Linked DNA regions of Mus musculus: all the other regions are linked to region 3. Evidence: chromatin contacts called from public ChIA-PET and Micro-C data. All regions are on one chromosome and are shown on one strand. The core of a region is the stretch at or near the end of the contact, and the rest is flanking DNA. Distances in the headings are between cores, read along the strand shown.

What was found. A called contact is a pair of places that touch in the nucleus more often than the background predicts. ChIA-PET counts read pairs in DNA pulled down with a chosen protein or histone mark.
Region 1: a contact with region 3 is called in a Micro-C map of embryonic stem cells, with 5 times the contacts expected there. The contact joins the promoter of Rras2 here to the promoter of Far1 in region 3. A contact is called at or near these places in 5 of 39 promoter capture datasets (the 3T3-L1 cell line, the C10 cell line, cranial neural crest and 2 more), 1 of 15 datasets of contacts at CTCF or cohesin (the NIH/3T3 cell line), 2 of 484 Hi-C or Micro-C datasets (both in embryonic stem cells), 4 of 115 datasets of contacts at active chromatin or transcription factors (astrocytes, bone marrow-derived macrophages, microglia and 1 more) and 1 of 9 other capture datasets (adipose tissue).
Region 2: a contact with region 3 is called in an RNA polymerase II ChIA-PET map of memory CD8 T cells, with 12 read pairs. The contact joins the enhancer-like site here to the promoter of Far1 in region 3. A contact is called at or near these places in 11 of 115 datasets of contacts at active chromatin or transcription factors (the 230-238 cell line, astrocytes, bone marrow-derived macrophages and 6 more) and 2 of 9 other capture datasets (embryonic stem cells and liver).

Annotation. Positions count from the first base shown.
Region 1 is chr7:114,116,529-114,119,228 of GRCm38.p6, forward strand. Rras2 (related RAS viral (r-ras) oncogene 2) reads right to left here and starts at 1,253. Exons shown (of 6, transcript NM_025846.2): 1 at 868-1,253. The coding sequence starts at 975.
Region 2 is chr7:114,068,129-114,070,828 of GRCm38.p6, forward strand. The region is part of intron 1 of Rras2 (related RAS viral (r-ras) oncogene 2); the gene reads right to left. Among named protein-coding and RNA genes, the nearest start is that of Gm51454, 33 kb to the left of the region's middle. Within about 2 kb of position 1,258, at least 89 of the 459 cell types and tissues checked have an H3K27ac peak or open chromatin away from gene starts, as enhancers often do. A contact at or near this core is called in the 230-238 cell line, memory CD8 T cells and pancreatic cancer cells, where this site is marked.
Region 3 is chr7:113,512,563-113,515,262 of GRCm38.p6, forward strand. Far1 (fatty acyl CoA reductase 1) reads left to right here and starts at 1,272. Exons shown (of 13, transcript NM_027379.4): 1 at 1,272-1,375.

The DNA.
Region 1 (2,700 bases), core at 3-2,502, 600 kb after region 3:
GGAGATCTGCATTTGCTTTTAAAAATCAAAAAGAAGAGAAAGGAAAATCACTCGGGCGTCTTAACCTAGAATAAAATCTAAAGACAAATTTCACCTTCCTTTTCTTTGCCACAACCCGACTTTCCTCCTCCAGCAAACAGAAAATAGGGGGGGGGGGGGAGAAGGGTGCAACACACAACTCATACTCGTCCCCTCCTAGCGGGGCTCACCCCAAACTTCACCTAAGCGCGAAGCAGGCAGGCACCGGGAATTCCAAGGAAATGGTCTCGCCCCTATCAAAGCACATTTTTAACTTCCTCGAAGCCATTATTTCCCTAGGGCACGATCAAACACTCCCACCCGGACGTACCACCAAACAGACTACTTGTAAGAGAAGCTCAAACACACACAAAGAGAAAACACTATTGGGAGCCGGCGGCGCGAAGCCGCCGCCAAGTAGCCCGGGCCAGCGCTGCCACCGAGGCAGGCGCGGGGTCCCCACTCCGGCCCTCAGGGCAGGAAGCCCGGCACCGCGGCGCGGCTGCAACCCGCGGGCTCCCGCCCTGACCGCAGTGATAAGGTGGAACTGCGCTTCCCACCCGGCCAGCTCCGCCCTCCGGGCCACATTCCTGAGAAGCCCGACTCCCCGGACGCCGCGCCGGGCGCCTGGCGGGCAGTAGCGCGGCGCCGTGGCCGCAGGGCAGGAGCGCAGCGCCGACTCCTCACTGTTCCTGCCCTCGCAGCCGCGCGCCCTGGCCCCGCGCAAACCGCACCCGCGCGCACCGCACGCGCCGGAGCCCCGCACCCGCGCGCCCCGGGCGGGGTCGCCGCGGCCACAGGTAGCGCCACCCCGCCGCCGCCGCCACCCCGCAGGCCGTCTCCAGGCACCTGGATGAACTGGATGGTGAGCGCCGACTTGCCCACGCCGCCACCGCCGACCACCACGAGCCGGTACTTCTCCTGGCCGGAGCCGTCGCGCCAGCCGGCCGCGGCCATCGGGACGCCCCGAGCCCAGCCCGGCCGCCGCGCGCCCTAGGCCCGGCTCCGGGGACGAGTGCGGCCGGCTGGGTTACAGGCGGTAGAGCGCGCGGGGTCCGTGAGTGGCCTGGAGGGCCGCGGAGCGCTATCCCTCGGACCGGCTGGGAGTTGCCCGAGACGCTGGAGAGCCGGGAAGGCTCCAGGGCAGAGGACGCAGCGGCCAGGGAGCGCGCTCTTCTTCGCGGATCTGCAGCGCAGCCGAACGCAGCCTTCGGCACCGCTACAAATGGCCGTCTGGGGGCCGGGCCGCTGGGCTGGGGTACTACATATGCATGAGGGGGCGGGGCTAGGCCGCGCCCGCCCAGGCGGAGACTCTGGAGCGCCCTAGGCAGCAGACCCTGCAGACCTGCCCTCAGAGCACCGGGAGGAGAAGGAAGAAACCGGGAAGATGGACGGCGGTGACAGTGATTGCATAAATCAGGGATCGTGTTCATGAAAGAAACAGCCTGTGATGGCGTGGATGAAAAATAGAACTGTTGTCATATTCACTCAACTCCATACCCTGTTTTCGGAATGCAGATGGTGACTGTATTTGTTTAAAAAAAAAAAAAGTATAAGGCAGCGATTGAAGAAAATGAGACCTGTAGCGGTACCTGAACATATGATAGTCTAGTGACAGTGAGAGAGTGGGTAGTGATTGAGCTTGCACGGGGCCACAGTGCATGTGGACAGATCTGGGGCGTAACATCTTTGTTCCTATGTCTATGTGTGAAAAAATGTGTGATAATTGTGTATGAGGGTCGTGAGAAATTTGCAGGTTGGTGACATGTTTTTTAGGAGGAGCGTGTTCCTTGCTAGCACAGCTTCTACGAACATGATCAGGCCCTTGCCCTTAGAGTCCAGAGGAGGAGGCAGCCGGGACAATAGGCACCTTGTGAGACATAATTGTAAGAACAACAGCTGCTCAGCACTGAGGTCCAAGGTGCACTTACCCCAGAGCTGGCTAGTCAGAGAAGGTTTTCCCAAAGACCCGAGGAATAATCTTGTAAACAGATGAGTGAATGGGAGAAAAGTATTCCAGGGAAAGAAAACCAAGCTGAGCCGTGTGTGGTAACCCACGCCTTTAGTTCCAGTATTCTGGAAGCTCAAAGAGTTCAAGGCCAGCCTGACCTACATAGTGAGTTCCAGGCCAGGGCTGGAAGAGTGAGACCTAGTCTGAAAAGATAGGAAGAATGAAAGAGAGAAAAGAAAACCATGATATGCAGAAGCCAGAGATGGCAAAAGGACACATTCTGTTGTGTGGTTTTGAACGTTCTCGGGGGAGTTTACAAGCTTGCAGATATAAATAGAAACTCACTGTGTGTGACTTGGATGTGGTAGGGATATCTCTATAGAGGCCACGTAAGATGGAGGCTGTGGTCTTCTCAGAGGGTACACTGGTTCAAATCCTGCCTGCTTTGCTAATGGCATAGCGATGGGAACTTAAGCTCTGTGCCTCAGCTTCCAAATAAGCTCTCAAATAAGGGCCCGAGCCAGTGGATGGCGCACCCGCAAGCCTACCGACCTGATCTTTGGGACCCACAGGCAGGGAGAAAAGCAACCCCCAACACTTGTTCTCTGCCCTCCACAGTTCCTTCACTGCCGAGCAGACATCCCACCCAAACACATATATACACAAAGAAACGCAGTGCTTAATACAGTGTGGGCTAAGCATGGTGGTTTTACAATATGCCCTCCAGTTCT
Region 2 (2,700 bases), core at 8-2,507, 560 kb after region 3:
CCACTCAATAAACAAGCAGGAAGACTACGGTTTAAATTCAGACCCAATGCTAATAAGGTCATCAGAGCCTAAGAATTATTATTTAATAAAAATTCACTGAATACCAAATTTTCTATTGGCCTATAAAATAAGGAAGAATATTTCCAAAAATATGAGAAAAGGCAAGATTTATAAACCCACACCCCTGTCATCTTCTTGAGGTCCTGCCCAGTTCTCTTGGGAGGGGATTCTGAAACAGTCTAGATGCAAAGTCCTTAAGAGCCTACCCTGAACACTGAAATTCAGCATGGCCCTACAGACACTTTTACCCACAGAACAAGTTTTACATTTCCCTATGACAAAATAGAGCAGAACCTGAGATTTGGTAGCTGCTTGGTTTCTTGATTAGAGGATTTATAAAGGCTGGCTGCAGGCAGCAAGGCGAGACGATGCATGATTATGCAGTCAGGGGATTGAAAGTCAAGTCCAGAAGCCACGCTGGACAGATGCCTGAGCCCTTAGGCGAACTGAATAACTCTGCAAGGGCGGAAGAGGTGGCTGAGCAGGTAAGAGCACTTGCTACTCTTGCAGAGGACCAGCGTTCAGTTTGCAGCACCCACGTGGTGGTGGCTCACAACCATCTGTAACTCTTGTTCCAAGGGATCAAAAGTCTGTCCTCCTGAAGCACCAGGGACAAATGCAGCGCCCATACACACGGATAGCAAAGCGTTCAGGCCCGGAAAATACATAAATAAATCTTGCTTTTAAAAAGGATAAGGTAGGCATAACCCAAAGTCTACTTTAAATGTGGCAAGAAGGAAGATAACCTCCTAGATAAGAGGTGCAAGGACCCATTCCCTCTTCCAAGGAACAGAAGTCCACACCGTTGCCCCTGGGAATCAGGCTGCCAGTCTCGAGTGACCACCATGTCCTCTATTCTCCCCACCCAGTGTGGGACACGCTGGCTGAGTTTCCCCACCTCTGTCCCGTGTGTGTGTGTGTGTGTGTGTGTGTGTGTGTGTGTGTGTGTGTAGGCAGCGGAGAGAAGCAGAAAGAGACTGAGGGTAAATTAGCTCTGTTTGTCCTCCATGTAGGAAACCACACAGCTCGTGTGCGTCTGAACCTCAGCTTCCTTGCCTATGAGACAGAAAAAAAACAAACAAAAAACCTCACTGCCTTGGGGGGAGGGGGGGGCACGTGTACAGAGCACAACACATGACACACAGTAGGCCTATTAAATTACAGTGCATATACCCCACACTCTCACGGGAAAATGATCACATGTTCCCATGCCAGCCTCTTCCCCTGGGGCTGACGGGGCAGCTCTGTGGTAAAGCGCTTGCCTAGAGTGCACAAGGTGCAAGGTTCCAGCCATGCCCACAAAGAAGGCTCTTAACCTTCAAAAAAAAAAAATCTTACTTTCTCACCTAGGATCCTGTAAACAACCTAATGAAACTCACTGAGTCATAAAAATAAAATCTACAGGCAAATAAAGAGGGACTAGGTAGGAAGAGAAATAGAGTCAGTAGAAGGAGAGTAATGGGGCATATCTGATTATATGTGTGTGTGTGTGTGTGTGTGTGTGTGTATGTATGTATGTATGTATGTGTATATATATATGTGTATATATATAATTAGCATGTAATTAACACCTACCTGTTTACCCGTTTTCAGAGCCATGAGGTAGACTGAGTAAAACTCAGTGTCTCTCTTGTTACCTCACTTCCCCTTTTCACAAATGTGCACGTGGGACATGTATAAATAAATAACCCCGCTGGGCTTTACATGTAAACTTCTCCCTAGGCCCTTCTACAAGTTGCTCCTTGCTCCTGAACAGAATCCAAGAGAGCACACATTGTCTTCACTCTGTAACTAGTATCTTCTTCAAGTGGTTTTCAGGAACTTTCTAATTTCAACATTCAATGCACCTCTTCCGGTGTCTCGATCATATTTGCCGGCACTCACCTGGCAACCCCCCACCCAGCCCCGCCTCAGTAAAACACGGGTGGCCAAGGCAGCACTGTCCTTTATTATGCATCTCTCCTGCTCCACACCAACATTATCTCTGGCTCCTGGGTAGGAACTGAAGGAGAGCATAGAGTCAAAGACCACACCAATCAACTTTGATGTTCTTTCTCATGAATGCCTGTGGGTTTCCTGGGAGAGTCCCTAGAATGGGGTGTGTGACATAAAATTCTCAGGCTCTAGAGAAACCTACTTACAACTCTCAACCCTGAATCAAAGAGGCTTTCATGGGTCCCTCCTGGTGCAAGTCGTCATCTGTCAGTTAGCCATCAGTGCGTGGCGTCCCTGTATAGGTGGCTTTGTGTGGGCTCCACCCAGCAGTCAGGACATCCAGGCAGCTCACCTTGCAGCTTCTTCCGTTCCCTCCACTCCACCCTCTTGCACTATGGATCTGCAGATTCCCAGCCTGATCAGCGTGTGCACCCACAAGGCCAAGCTCTCAGAGGACTGCTAGAGGTCCCACCATTTGGCCTACATAAAGAGAACTTCAAAGGCAACCCAAGGGTCAGAGCCAAGATGACTCAGTGGTAAAACTCCATAGCTTCCAGCGGGTCTGATTTTGATCCTCAGTCACTCTGGTGACTCACAACTACCCCTAGGGGTATAACTCCAACAACCCCAAGGGCAGCAGTTCTCAACCTTGGGGTGGGGGGGTTCCTCCAAACCACCTTCTCACAGGGTCACCTAAGACTATAG
Region 3 (2,700 bases), core at 22-2,521:
ATACACCCGGGTAATCACCACCACATCAAGAAAAAACAGGTTCCCAGCTCATACATTGTAATGAGCATAGTTTTTTAGAAAAATGTTTTTTAGGCATGTAAAAATAGTGTAGTCAGGATCCCCACTACACTCAAGGCTGCACCTGATAACCATAACTCCGTACACCACTCACTCAAAGATAACAAGAGATAGTCCTAGAACTAACTCCACGATGCCCAGTGAACAGTATATAAGCAGAGACTAAGAGCAATGCTCTGCTCTGCACATCTGGAGAGATGCCACTTTGATCTGCCCTGTGGCTGGAGAATCTTTTCTAGGATCCTGCCCCTGGAATCAGAAATTTCTGTTTGAGACTGGACCTGACCTTCAGCCAAGATACATCGCATAGGTAAGCAGCCTCGGGAGATAGGCTTAGGACCGTAGTTAGGAATTCAGAGTGTTTATATTGTGTGAAGACCCAAAGCATAACTAAATAAAACTTGTTATACTAACTACGCGTATCTACCTTCTAGCTCGCGACACTCAGCAAGTTCCCGTGCACCCTAGCTCTCAGCACACGCCCCACCTTCCAACGCTGAAACTTCTCTCACTGTCCCTACATCTTGCACGGGATTGTCTTGAAGGAGGAAGGACTAGGTGGACAGTCTCTCGGGGAGGATGGACGCGGGCTCCAGTCCTCCCGATGGGCCCTTCAGAAGGTCCATACAGTGCTGGCTCCACATTCCGAAGGAACCAAGCTGGCAGTTATCAGGGAGGATCCTCACACTCAGTTAAGACCGAGGGTAGCCGGCCCCATCTGGGGAGCGCCAGGGTGCACGTTGGCAGTACTCAAGCACGCCGCGATGGCTGCGGGGCGGGCTCTCACGTCTGCCACTTGTCCCGCACCTTTTGCGTGGGCTGGGCTCCCGCGCCAGGGTAGTCGGGCGTGGCCCAGGGCGCGACCCTCCGGGAAGCGGGCGGCCGGGGGCGGCGCTGCTGAGCGGGGATGTGCGGCGCGCGCCCATTGGCTGCGCTTTCCCCGACCACACCGCCCAGCCGCCCACTTCCCGGCCTCTCTCCGCTCCCCCATTGGCCGTCCTGCCTGGGGGGTTTGGGGTGGGCGGCTGAAGAAGAGTGGAGGGTGAGCGGTTCTCCCGGGAAGAGTGTGAGCAAGAGCCAATCAGGAGCAGACGTGGAAAAGAGGCGCCACGCCAACCAGTCAGACCCCGAGGCGCGGTCGGGACCCGTGACGCCATAGCGCTCTCAGCCAATGGGCGCACCGCTGTCGGTCCGCTCTTCAGCAGCCGGTCGGGGGCGGTGAAAAGCGAGTGAGGAGAGCGCGACCACGGCGTAGCCATCGCTGAAGGGAGAGCGAGGCCCGAGCTTCCGCGTCGAGGTGAGCGGCACGGGCTCTGTCGCAGGCTCGGCCGCGGCCCCTCCGCACTTGGCCGCCGTTTTGCGGGAGTCCTAGGCCGGGCTGCGTTGAGGTGGGGCCTGCGAACCGCCCCGCCCCCGCCCCGCCACGGCCGCCTGGAGGCGGGGGCGCCTCCTCTGCTGGGACTGTCCCTGCGCGGCGTGGCCGGGCCGCCGCCCTCCCGACTGCCAGGGCCGCGGCGAGGGAGCTTAGAGGCCCCTGGCCTGCAACCCGGGGAGGCAGGGGTTCCGTCTGCGGGGGGAGGCCGCGCAGAGGCGGCCACGGTGGGGGCCCGAGTTAACGGAGGAGGGTGGCGGCCTGGGATTGAGAGGAAGAAAGTGATGGGAAAGGGGTGATGCTCTGGAGAGGGCGTCCAGTGAGGAGGCCCCTGCTCCAGAGTGGGATCGGCCTCTGGGAAGTAGGTATCAATGGCGTTGCGGAGAAATCAGCTGAGAGATGGAGAACTGGTTTGGGGTTTGAAGGTTAAGGTCTCTGGACCAATGGGGACAGGGCATGTGGAGTGTGAGAAGGTACACACAGAAACCGGAAGGTGTCCGAGGAGTGGATTTTAGATGAGGGGTGGATGGAGGCTGTCTGACTAGAAGGCGTTATTTGGTTTCTTGGAAAGTACACAAGGAACAGTCAAGGTGGATTTCTGTGTGCTTGCTCAAGGGTGGGGATCTTTTGTGAACAGTGGAGTGAGTTGGGAGTACAGAGTTGAGAGAGAGTATCTCAGGATGACAGCTCGGAACACTCAACGTAGCTACCTACTGAGGCTGATCATTAGCTCACCTTTATGCTGTCCCCTGGATGATCCATCTGATTGTTTAGCCACAGCTCACACAAACTTAGCTCTTAGAAGTAATGGGTATTAAGTATTCTTTGATTTTTTTTTTTTTTTTTTTTGGACTGGGAAATTGCTTAATTCTTAAAGAAAAGTGCTAAGGGCAACATTTAAAGAGTCTGGTTGGGGATGGATAATGGATGGGTAATATGACATGAGGATGGTGCAAGGTGTCTTACAAAAACAGAAGTGATACTGTGTGAATGTAGTTGTGCAGTTCTGAATGAGCAATCTTTTTAATGTAGTGGAATTTGTTTTATGCTTGTTGGGCAGTTGCTTTCACTTTTGAGACTAGTTTTGTAGTTAAATAAACAAAAAATATTTTCACTTAAGAAAGACATTAGTATATGTGTGTTGCTGTCAACTGCTTTCCTCTTTGAAGCTTTTATTTGTAGGGTACAGGTAGAATTAAATCCACATTTTCAGTGGATTTAAATGGGAGAGATAATTTCTGCTTAAAGAT